Regions from separate parts of the Pan troglodytes genome. Here all the other regions are linked to region 2. The links are chromatin contacts, called in public capture Hi-C maps. All regions are on one chromosome and are shown on one strand. The core of a region is the stretch at or near the end of the contact, and the rest is flanking DNA. Distances in the headings are between cores, read along the strand shown.

Evidence for each region. Capture Hi-C pulls out chosen DNA fragments and counts their contacts.
Region 1: a contact with region 2 is called in a capture Hi-C map of stem cell-derived neural stem cells, with 4 times the contacts expected there. The contact joins two enhancer-like sites. A contact is called at or near these places in 1 of 1 datasets of contacts at active chromatin or transcription factors (stem cell-derived excitatory neurons) and 1 of 1 other capture datasets (stem cell-derived neural stem cells).
Region 3: a contact with region 2 is called in a capture Hi-C map of stem cell-derived neural stem cells, with 4 times the contacts expected there. The contact joins two enhancer-like sites. A contact is called at or near these places in 2 of 7 Hi-C or Micro-C datasets (blood and stem cell-derived neural progenitor cells), 1 of 1 datasets of contacts at active chromatin or transcription factors (stem cell-derived excitatory neurons) and 1 of 1 other capture datasets (stem cell-derived neural stem cells).

The regions. Positions count from the first base shown.
Region 1 is chr20:33,019,382-33,022,926 of NHGRI_mPanTro3-v2.0_pri, forward strand. The region is part of intron 1 of URI1 (URI1 prefoldin like chaperone); the gene reads left to right. Among named protein-coding and RNA genes, the nearest start is that of URI1, 4.4 kb to the left of the region's middle. Within about 2 kb of position 2,105, at least 4 of the 24 cell types and tissues checked have an H3K27ac peak or open chromatin away from gene starts, as enhancers often do. A contact at or near this core is called in stem cell-derived neural stem cells, where this site is marked.
Region 2 is chr20:33,741,153-33,744,792 of NHGRI_mPanTro3-v2.0_pri, forward strand. All of the region lies in intron 5 of ZNF536 (zinc finger protein 536), which reads left to right. Among named protein-coding and RNA genes, the nearest start is that of ZNF536, 430 kb to the left of the region's middle. Within about 2 kb of position 1,914, at least 1 of the 24 cell types and tissues checked has an H3K27ac peak or open chromatin away from gene starts, as enhancers often do. A contact at or near this core is called in stem cell-derived neural stem cells, where this site is marked.
Region 3 is chr20:32,822,052-32,826,121 of NHGRI_mPanTro3-v2.0_pri, forward strand. It overlaps LOC104003328 (a long non-coding RNA gene), which reads left to right. Exons shown (of 5, transcript XR_010153570.1): 3 at 1,016-1,173; 4 at 1,916-1,981. Among named protein-coding and RNA genes, the nearest start is that of C19H19orf12, 9.0 kb to the left of the region's middle. Within about 2 kb of position 1,335, at least 15 of the 24 cell types and tissues checked have an H3K27ac peak or open chromatin away from gene starts, as enhancers often do. A contact at or near this core is called in stem cell-derived neural stem cells, where this site is marked.

The DNA of each region.
Region 1 (3,545 bases), core at 855-3,354, 720 kb before region 2:
ATTTTGGTGTACCCATTACCCGAATAAAAATGTTCTCTCTTTCTTCCTCTCTCCTTCCTTCCTTCCTTCCTTCCTTCCTTCCTTCCTTCCTTCCTTCCTTCCTTCCTTCCTTCCTTCTTTCCTTCAACAGAATCTTATTCTGTTGCCCAGGCTGGAGTGCAGTGGTACAATTATAGCTTTTTGCAGCCTCAACCTCCTGGGCTCAAGTGATATTCCTGCCCCAGCCTCCTGAGTAGCCAGGACTACAGGAATGTGCCAACATGCCTGGCTAATTTTAAAAAATTTTTTATAGAGAAGAGGTCTCACTATGTTGCCCAGACTAGACTTGAACTCCTTCCCTCAAGTGATCTTTCCGCATCAGTCTTCCAAAGTGCTGGGATTGCAGGCATGAGCCACCTCACCCAGCCTTAGAAATGTTCTGTTTCTTGACCTGAGAGCTGGATATACAGGCTTGCTCACTTTGTGAAAATTCACTAAGGATTTGTGCACTTTTCTGCATATGTGTTAAACTGCAGTACAAGGTTAAAAGAAAATGTGTGAAACGACCTATACATTGCAAAGGAAAGGCCAGGGTGTTGAGCTTGACCCACCTTGGGGATGCTCAGAGAAGGCTTCCCTGGAGAGGGGTCTGGGTCAGGTCCTGAAGGAGGAGCGAGGGATGGGGGTTGGGAAGTTTTGTGGCTCCCTACCAAGGGATGACGTGCCTGTCTGGCAGGAGCTAGGCTCATGCATGGCTCGGGAGGGCACCTGCTTGTACTGAGTCTGGCTCTGCCTGGGAGCTTGAGGATGCGAATGAATTGGAGACACAAAGACCAGCTTGTGGGGGCCGTGGACTCCACTCTCTGGGCTCGAGACTCCAGCTGCAGTGTGGAGGACAGCCTGGGGTGGGAGATGGGAGGCAGGGAGACCCTGCAGAGGCTACTGGACTTCCCAGGTGAGCAGTGATGGTGGCTTGGGCTGGGGGAGTGTAGACAGGAGAATGGATTCTGGAGACTTTATTCCAGTGGTAGCTGTGGTGGTCTTCACATAGGATCACAAATTCCTTGGCATTTGTCCCATCAAGAGATGAAGTCTAATTTCATCCCTCTTTTTTTTTTTTTTTTTCTGAAATGGAGTCTTGCTGTCTTGCTCAGGCTGGAGTGCAGTGGTGCAATCTCGGCTCACTGCAACCTCCGCCTCCCAGGTTCAAGTGATTCTTCTCCCTCAGCCTCCTGAGTAGCTGGGATTACAGGCACATGCCACCACACCCAGCTAATCTTTTATTTTAGTAGACACGGGGTTTCACCATATTGGCCAGGCTGGTTTCGAACTCCTGACCTCAGGTGATCCACCTGTCTCGGCCTCCCAAAGTACTGGGATTACAAGCATGAGCCACTGCACCCGGCTTTTTTTTTTTTTTGAGACAGAGTCTCACTCTGTCGCCCAGGCTAGAGTGCTGGAGTGCAATGGCGTGATCTCAGCTCACTGCAACCTCCACCTCCTGGGTTCAACCAATTCTCATGCCTCAGCCTCCCCAGTAGCTGGGATTACAGACGCCTGCCATCATGCCCAGCTAATTTTTGTATTTTTAGTAGAGATGGGGTTTTGTTATGTTGGTCAGGCTGGTCTCAAACTCCTGACCTCAAGTGATCTGCCCACCTCGGCCTCCCAAAATGCTGGGATTAGGCGTGACCTACGGTGCCCGGCCTAATTCCTTCCCTCTTGAATGTGAGCTGGCCTTAGTGACTTGCTTCTGATGAGTAGAATGTGGCTGAAGGGATACTACACGACACTCCAGGCTAGATTAGAAAAGGCCATGCCACTTCTGTCTGGCTCCCTTGGAACTCAACAGGCGTGCTGCAAAGAAGCCCAGGCTATAAGCCAAGGCCACATACAGGTGATCTGGTTGACTGCCCTACTGAGATCCCAGGTGACAGTTAATCTCAAGTCCAGATATGTGCAAGCAGAAGTTTTCAAGATGACCTCAGCTGCATGAGCCTCTGAATGAGAGCTGCCCGGCTGCCTGGCTGGGAGCGGTGATTTTTGCCACTGAGTTTGGCTGGTTTGCTAGCAGCAAGAAAACAGCAGCCTAGGCTGTTTCGAGGAATCACTAGAGAAGCTTAAAAACTTCCCACCGCCCAGGTCACGCCCAAGCATTATTTTTCGGAGCTCCCAACATGCGTCCAAGGTTGAGAAGGAGTGCAGGAGGCCAACCCTGAGGCCCCTGAGCCTCAGTGGAGACAGCAGTCTGGGCCGATGTCACGAAACGCCCCTTTCCTTTCCACCACCTCCCTTCACTCAGCTCTCTTTTGTCCCCGCCCACTTGTTTCCATCTTCAGTTCCTGGTAGATGAAAGGGATCCATTTAAGTGGCAGGGACTTTGAAATCAGTGTGTCAGTCCCTGATGCTTGTTTATTTTCAAAGCAACATAGGAGGATGGATGTGGAGGGGAAGCGGGGAGGCTCTCAAGGGCAGTAGTGGGAATAGGATTGCCAGATAAAATACAAGAGGCTGTATTAAATTTGAATTTCAGATAAACCATGAATTTTCTTTTCGGTAGAAGGGTGCTCCAAATATTACATGGACATACTTATACTAAAAGATTACTTGTTGTTTATCTGAAATTCAAATTTAATTGAATGACCTATATTTGTATTTGCTAAACCTGGCAACTCTAAGTGTGAAGCCAGGTCAAGGTGACATCCAGAACTCATTTAGGGACATTTGCAGACTCCCAAGTTCCTTCACCAGCAAAGTAGGAAACCTCTCAGGAATCTTCAGGCTCTTCCTCTTATTTAGAGAAAGTGAGGCTCCAAGACAGGAAGTAACACATTCAAAACAGGCAATTCTTGGTTTGCACATTATCATGGTCACTAAACACATGTATATTGAAACCGTGTTCTTGCTTTGCTGCTATGAATATTTGCATAGAGGTTTTTGTATTGACACAAATTTTCAACTCAGTTGGGTAATGCCTGGGATTGTGATTGCTGGGTTGTATAAGTCTATGTTTGACTTTGTAAGAAACTGCCAAACTGTCTTCCAGAATGGCTGTACCATTTTATCTTCCCACCAGGAATGAAACAGAGTTTCAATTTCTCTACATCCTTGCCAACATTTATTTTCCATTAATTAAAAAAAAATTTAAGGCTGGGTGCGGTGACTCATGCCTGTAATCCCAGCACTTTGGGAGATTGAGGTGGGAGATTACTTGAGGTCAGGAGTTGGAGACCAGCCTGGCCAACATGGTGAAACCCCATCTCTACTAAAAATACAAAAATTAGCGGGGTGTGGTGGCAGGTGCCTGTAATCCCAGCTACTTGGGAGGCTGAGGCAGGAGAATGGCTTGAACCCAGGAGGTGGAGGTTGCAGTGAGCTGAGATAGTGCCACTGCACTCCATCCTGGGCCACAGAGTGAGACTCCATCTCAAAAAATTAAAGAAATAAAATAAAAAAATAAAAAATAATAGCTATCCTAGCAGCTGTGAGATGGTCTGTCATTGTGATTCAGATTTGCATTTCACTAGTAATTAGTGATATTGAGCATCTTTTCATGTGCCTATTGA
Region 2 (3,640 bases), core at 664-3,163:
ATATAAATAGCATTGAGAACTCGAGAATATTTCAAGACAATATTGATGTCTAAAATATATGTGAATGACTGCATAATGATCGAGGCAGACATAATTCAAAGTACAGTCAGAATCTGGCCTCCAACTCAGAGCTTTAAATTCTCCAAAAGACATCTGTTTGCTGAGAAAGCCTCACCAACAGCTGCGCCACATAAAGGGGAGAACCCGGGATAAGGTTGGGAGTTGGCAGGTAGGGGAGCCTCACAGGGGTTAGGTGGGGTCCTGGAGGGCGGGCGCCCACCTTCACTCCACAGGTACCGGAAGCGGGGCTGCTTTGGACAAAGGCGAGGGAGGTGCCTGTATTTCCTAGAACCAGGTAGCAAATGTTGCCTGTGTGTTTCATCAGAAAGCGCCCCAATTTTCAGCATCTCCAAAGGCCCAGTTGGGCACTGTGCCTCTTGGATGCTGACAAGAAGATTCGACGTTACTTCTCTGGTCCTTAACTTTGTTTACCCAGCTGCTATTCTTCCGATACTTAACTCTTTCACCTTGCAGAAAGCAAGGGGGAGGGAGGAAGGGAAGCTCCAGGTGTGATTTTTCAGAACAAAATATAATGCTGTGATTTATTTTTTAAAAAGAGAATAAGCACGAGGAAATTGAATAGCATCCATTTCATGCTTAACCGTGGTTCACGAATGATAGTTTGTAATTAAAATGCTGTCTACAAACCTATTCTGCAGACCCCAAAAGAAAACTTCCTCAGAATGTTATCAACTCTCCAATTTCTGTAAAGATGCCATATTTTCAGATTTCAAAGAGAGGATCTCCTTTTGAAAATAAAGAATTGTTGGGTATCGTATGAGCCTGCTAAGTACAGCATTTTAAACCCACACTGTGTTGAAAAATTCAAGAATTTGGCAGTGACCTTAAGGCCACAGATAGGATAATGAAAAATGGGGAGATGAGGGCAGTGTCTAAAGGAAATTCTCTTTTGTTCTAACAGAAGCTTTGTGTGTGTGTGGCTTAAGCAAGTGGTTCAATAGAATTTCTTTGAAACAGAAACAAAAATGCTAAGAGCTGGTTACAAGTACTCTGGTCTTCTTTTCTCCTTAAAATGCAGGAAGAATTTTTACCTCTTCTCATGAATCTTGTCTGCTGAAATGTCTCAGTCTTCATGTTATGTTTACCAAGGCCAGGCCAGAGGATCTGATAATTTATAACCATTCCTATTGGGTTTTATGTAATAACTTTGGAACTCATATAAAGTAATGATCCACAAACTCTTTTAATGTTCATTATAAAATATGAAATATTTCTCAGAACCATTGCAATTATGTGACCAGACATAACTGTTTCACACATGAGTAAATACAGGGAGGTTTAACATAACTTTATTATCTTGCTGTCTTTTCTTCTCATTGATGTGATAATACTGTTTTAATATTTTTCTAAAGAAAAGTTAAGTAATTTTAGAATCTCTACTGAGGCCCGCTTTATTGGCTTTTGTAATAGAACTCTCAAATCTAATTGTATTTATGCTCAGACTGACACCACTAAATGTCGTGAATGGAAGGGAAATGCCCCCCAAAGCTGTGTATTCTGTAATTATCGATAGATGTGTCTTTGCTGACGAGGCCTGGGGATCTGGGGAGAGTCGCGGAAGTAAAGCTGAGATGGCAGCAGGCATTTCCACCATCATCCTGAGGCCCCCATGGATGCAGAGAGGTGCTTTTCTAAGGAGTGAATGAGCCCCGTCATTCTGTAGGACTCACCAGGAAACTTTTCCCCCTTTACTGTGTGTGCTGTGTCTGCCTCTCCTGGGTCTGGAGTCAGTAGCATGCAACTTCTAGTTTCGTAGAAGGCTGATCTCCGAAGGGAATTTTCCTGGGCTTCCTGTCCTAGTGATCTGAGCTGAGTGGCATTGTTCCGGTTGCTTGACCTTCACCTGGGGCGTGGGCTTGGGGTCATCCCTGGTGGCTGTAAAGTCTCCTGCAGCGATGGAAGCCAGAGAGGGATTATTCTGGAAACCAACTTCTTACTCCCCGTGTGGGCAGTGGAAGCTGTAACACCAAGGCGGGGAACCCAGTGACAGTGCTGCATCCACTCTCCATGCCCCGTCAGAATCCAGGATCCTCCCAGGACTGAATGGCGGCTATTTCTAGCCTAGTAAGGTTGGGTGGAAAAGATTAAACATGAGGGAAGGTGCCGTTATCTGGGCATTTCCAAGTCCTGGAGAGGAGAGAGGGTTTCACCATGCTTGACTCTTTTATCTTACTTGTTTTTAGACAAGTGTTTCTCAAAGTCTCATGTGCAACCAGATCCCCATGGATCTTGCTATGATGCAGATTCTGACTCAGTAGTTCTGGGGAGGACCCTCTATCCTGCCCTTCAGCTCCAGGGTCATGGCTGTGCTGCTGATCCAGAGACCACACATTAGATCTGGGTGTAGCATCTGTCTTCTCACTGCACATCTGCTTTCGGGGAGACAAGCAGACACAGGGCATGGAAGGTTAGGTGGGGCCCTCTGAGAGGCCTATGAGTGCAATGAAACTTGAAGAGTGGCCTGATGGCTGGAGCCAGCTCACAGTTGTGTTTTGTTTGACTTGTCCGATATTACACTTTTGCTTTCAATTGGTTGCACACAGTTTAAAAATGAAAGATTTTTTAAATGTACAAATCCAGGCTTTCAGGTTCTCTTGAAAAACTAGAATGTCTGGGACAAGAGATAGAAGAGAGGTGGGATCCGCTCCCTTAGGAGCAGAGGATGGAAGAGAGGTGGGAGCCGCTCCCTTAGGAGCAGGGGACGGAAGAGAGGTGGGAGTCACTCCCTTAGGAGCAGGTGATGGAAGAGAGGTGGGAGTCACTTCCTTAGGGAGGTGTGGCTCTTCCCTTCTCCGCCAAGGGGTCCCGCCCAGCCTGCCTTGCTCATAACACAAGAGTTTGCAGACAGGGAAGTTAGACCCCAGGAAAAGAGGGTCACTTCCCTGGCACACACAGGGCATGTGCAATGGTGGAGGCTGCGTGCCCCCCTGCTGCTGGCTCTTGTCTGGAGTTTGCTGGAATGGAGAACTCTTGCCCCATCAGAACCCAGGATTCACCTGCGTGCTTTAGCTCTGCCTTCTGGCAAGTGCCATCTTCCTCTTTGAGGAGCTGTTCCTTAGCTCTCTAGTTCTCACAAGCAAGCCACTAGAGAGGGTGCAATTCCCAGCTAATTAAAGGTCTTGAGATCCTCCCCTCCCTGTCGCCGACGCTCCTTTGAAACAAGCGGGCTGCATAAGAAGTCTCCCTGGCTGCTACCTGGCAGCAGGTGTGAGCCAAGGGCTGGTGCCCAGGCTGCGTGGGGCCCAGTGGGGAGGGAGCCTGACCTTCACCTAGGTACATCCAACAGGTGTGATCGCCCGGCATAGTAATCACCCAGTTCCTAGGTGGGCAGTATTGGGGATCATCACAAAATCTGGAATGTTCATTAGTGCATGCAATCATCTGATCATCATCCCACTTGGCCCTCTTCATTCCTCACCACCCCCCTTATTCACCCCTCACCACCCCCCTTATTCACCCCATCCCCAGTCTCTCCTGGAAACTGGTGGGTTGCGTTGGAGTCAGATGTGGCAAAACACAGCCTAAGTCAACATTCGTGGTTCCTAAAGCGAAAGAACTG
Region 3 (4,070 bases), core at 85-2,584, 920 kb before region 2:
AGCTTTCGGCCCAGTTGACTTTTCCACAAAGGAAGGATTTCAGGGCTCTGAGAAGTCCCAGAATATCTGCCCACAGCAATCTAGCATCATCAGAACCCACCTTCACGTGTAGCCACCGTGTCTCCTTGTTCCTGGTAATGCACGCTCCCAGGCTCAGAGTCTGGAACTGCTGATGGAGGGGCAGGTTCTGGGCCCTGCAAAGAACCGAGGCTCCCCAGTCACAGTCTTCGATTAGACAGAGCCCCTCCAGTTCTCAGACGATTTCTTAGGCTACCCCGAAAATAGAGAGAGGAAGGGACCTGCCCTTGATCACACTGTCAGTAACACAATCAGAACAGAAATCTAGGGCTCTTGGCCTTCAAGCCTCTGTTCTTCGCTTAACACACGGCTGGCAGAGATGGGGAGACCTGAGAGGGCCCTGAGGGTGAGGGCATTTGCACTGGGTGCAGAGCGCCTTTGGAAGGCAGGGAAGTCCAGGAAGGTAAACACACACACACGTTGTAAATATGGCGAAAATCAGAGAGGAGGAAATGTCAGGGACTCCTCCAGCACGGAAAACATCCTGATAGTTTGGAGCGCCGGGAAGAGTGGGCACCTTGGAATCTGCAAGGCGTTCTTTTGCGTTTCACCTGCAGTGGGGTGGGGTCTCTGGGGTCTGCCCTCCCTCCTACTCTACATGCATTACCCATCTTATAGCCGGGCCGTCCCTGCAAAATTCCAGCTGCATGGGGGAACCACACTTCTGACTTCAGAATGAAACCAGTGTTTTGCACACATTCGTTCCTCAGTCCCCTTGCTGGGACCCTTCTCTGTTATGAAAGCAGAGATCCCACCCGAATAGGGTGACTTTGGGGCGATGGATTACCTTTGGCAGGTCCTGTGGGTCAGGAATTTAGGGGTGCAGCATGGGCCCACAGCATACCCAGTAGCCAAGGAAGACCCTCCCCTACCCGAGGCTCAAGCAGGCGCCAGGCCCCAAAACCTCACTCCTCTCTGGTCTAAATCCCCGCCGTAGGATTTTATTTTTCGGTGCTGAGGTGCTTTGCTGGAGGAGCTGCCAGGAGGAGCTGCGCGGGGCAGGCCCGGGGGACCAGAGGCCCTTGCTTTAGCGGCGGCCCTGCGTGTGCCAGAGGCTTGCAGAGTGATCTGAGCACGCCAAGAGATTGCTGTCAAGTAAGCTCCTCCACAAATCTGCAGAAACCTCAAAGATTACAGCCCTCGCACGGCGGGAGCGCAGCGGCTTCCCATACGCCGGCAGACAATGGGGCGGAGGAAGGAAGGGGACGGCGGCCTGGGGACCCCCGCGCCCGCAGCACGTGCACCCGGCCTGCAGCGCCCGCTTTACAGATCTTGTCGCTCCACCCCTAAAACAAAGGCCCCGGGGCCCCATCTGTGCCGGGCGCGGGGGAGGGCGCCGCACTTGCTGCCCGCCGCGTGCAAAGCGAGCCAGACAAAGGGCTCAGCCCTGCAGACGCGAGCAGTGGGGAAATAATTAAGCACTAAGGAAATATTGTATGTGGATTTGAGACCAACGGGAAACGCGCTCCCAAACAATGCTCGTTGTTTGCACCGAGCCGCTTTTCTGCTAAGTTTCATCAAGTAATTTGCATGCCATTTCAATAAAATTAACGAATTATGGTCGAGTTTTTTGTTTTATTGACCTAAAATAAAAATCTTCCTTTCCTTTATTATTGAAATAATTCGCCCCCCATCCCCCCCGGCCCCCATCCTCTGGGAAGGCTGCTGCACAGCGCGCCAAGGAAATCTGTCCTCCCAGCCAGACCCCAGCGGCCTTTCTGCTGCGCTCCACAGCTAACTCCCCGGAAACCCTGCGTTTGTTCTGGCTGCCCCCTTTGACTGTGGCAATAAATAGAACTTCAACCCTCTCACTTTCTTATGCCTGCTTTTCTTACAGTGAAAGCACCAGATTTCCGCGTAGGAGGAACTCGGGGGCAACGATGCAATTGGAAGGCACTGGAAGGTAAGGGGCTTCTCTTAAAGCTGCATTTGCAAAGCGAGCACACTGTTTGCTAAGGTTTTATACTGCATCTTTTAAAAAAGATAATGTGGGGCCTGGCGTCGTGGCTCACACCTGTAACCCCAGCACTTTGGAAGGCCTAGGAGTTCAAGACCAACCTGGGTAACATAGTGAGACCTCGTCTCTACAACAGATTTAAAAATTAGCCGGGTGTGGTAGCCTGTGCCTGTAGTCCCAGCTACTCGGGAGGCTGAGGCAGGAGGATCACTTGAGCCCAGGAGTTTGAGGCTGCAGTGAGCTATGATGGCATCACTGCCCTCCAGCCTAGGAGACATAGCAAGACCCCATTTCTTTAAAAAAAAAAAAAAAAAAAAAAAAAGACTAAGAAATCATCACTAATTGGTATTATTAAGGAACAACATCAGTATCACTGTAGTTGTTATTTATTGCTGCATATCAAATGCAAAACTTAGTGGCTTAAGACCAATATCCTCTCTCACAGCTCCCAAGGGTCAGGAATTTGAGAGTGCTGTAGCTGGGCGGTTCTAGCTTGGGCCCTCTCTTGAGGCTGTAGTCATCTGAAGGGGTGCTTGGGCCTGGTGATGTGCTTCCCAGAGGACCACTTTCTCATGTGGCTGGGCTGTTGGCCATGAGGCCTGAGTGCCTCAGCAGGTGGGGCTCTCCACAGGCTGTTCCAATGTCCTCTTGATGAGGAAGCTGGCATCCTCCAGAGGGAAGGATCCAAACAACCAAGCAGAAGCCACAGCGTCTTCATGATCTGGCTTAAAGGTTGCACACCATCACTGCAACACCCCTACACATTCGTCCATGTGGCTGGGACTGCACAGAGTCATGAAGGCTGGTAGGCATGGATCACTGGGGCCAACTCAGAGACTGGTTACCACGAGTGATTATCATTAATATGATTGGGTAGGGCTGTTTCAAGTGCCTGGAGGAGAGTATTATACAGCTAAAGCCATCATTTCTTGTCTTTCTAGTCAATGCAAACAAAAGTGGTCAGTTACCTTTAATGGTATTCCCAGAAAACAAACATGGACTCAGGGCCTTCCCAGTGCCAGCTCCCCCTTCAGACTGGGGAATAGAATAGTAGCCAAGAGAGATAAGGTCCCCTTCTGGCATCCCTGACTTTTCAGAGAAAGAAAACCTAAGTGTACGCATGAACACAGCAACCAGAGCTACAATAGTATCGAGACAGTGCTGCCAAATGGGAAGTACAGGCCAGGTTTGGTGGCTTACGCCTGTAATCCCACCACTTTGGGAAGCTGGGGTGGGAGGATCGCTTGAGGCCAGGAGTTCAAGACCAGCCTGGGCAACATAGAGAGCCGTCACTACAAAAATAAAAAATTAGCTGGATGTGGTGGCGCACATCTGTAGTCCCAGCTACACAGGAGGCTGGGGCAGGAGGATCGCTTGAGTCCAGGAGCTCAAGGCTGTGATGAGGTATGATCGTGCCATTGCACTCCAGTCTGGATGACAAAGCAATTTCAAAAAAAAGAGGGAAATTCAGGGAGGAGACAAAGCTCTGAGTGCTGAGGTTGGAGGTCTGTACACCCTGGTCCTCCCTAAATTGCAAATCTGAAATGTCCCAGGCATTGCAGATTTCCTGCAAGCCAAACCTGTTAGTAGAACAACAGACAAAAAATAAGATTTTTTTTTTTTTTTTTTTTGAGAAGGGGTCTCACTCTGTTGCCCAGGCTGGAGTGCGATGGCTGCGATCTCAGCTCACTGCAACCTCCGCCTCCCAGGTTCAAGCAATTGTCCTGCCTCAGCCTCCCAAGTAGCTGGGATTGCAGGCACCCGCCACCATGCCAGACTAATTTTTCGTATTTTTAGGAGAGACAGGATTTCACCATGTTGGTCAGGCTGGTCTTAAACTCCTGACCTCAAGTGATCCACTCACCTCTGCCTCCCAAAGTGCTGGGATTACAGGCGTGAGCCACTGTGCCTGGCCTAAGAGGGATTTTTGATATTGTCACACTTTCATGGAACACCAACACTCCCCCTTCCCAGAAGGCAGGCTCCACAAGGGAGGAGGCTGTTATGTCTTATTTATCCCTATAGCTCTCATGCC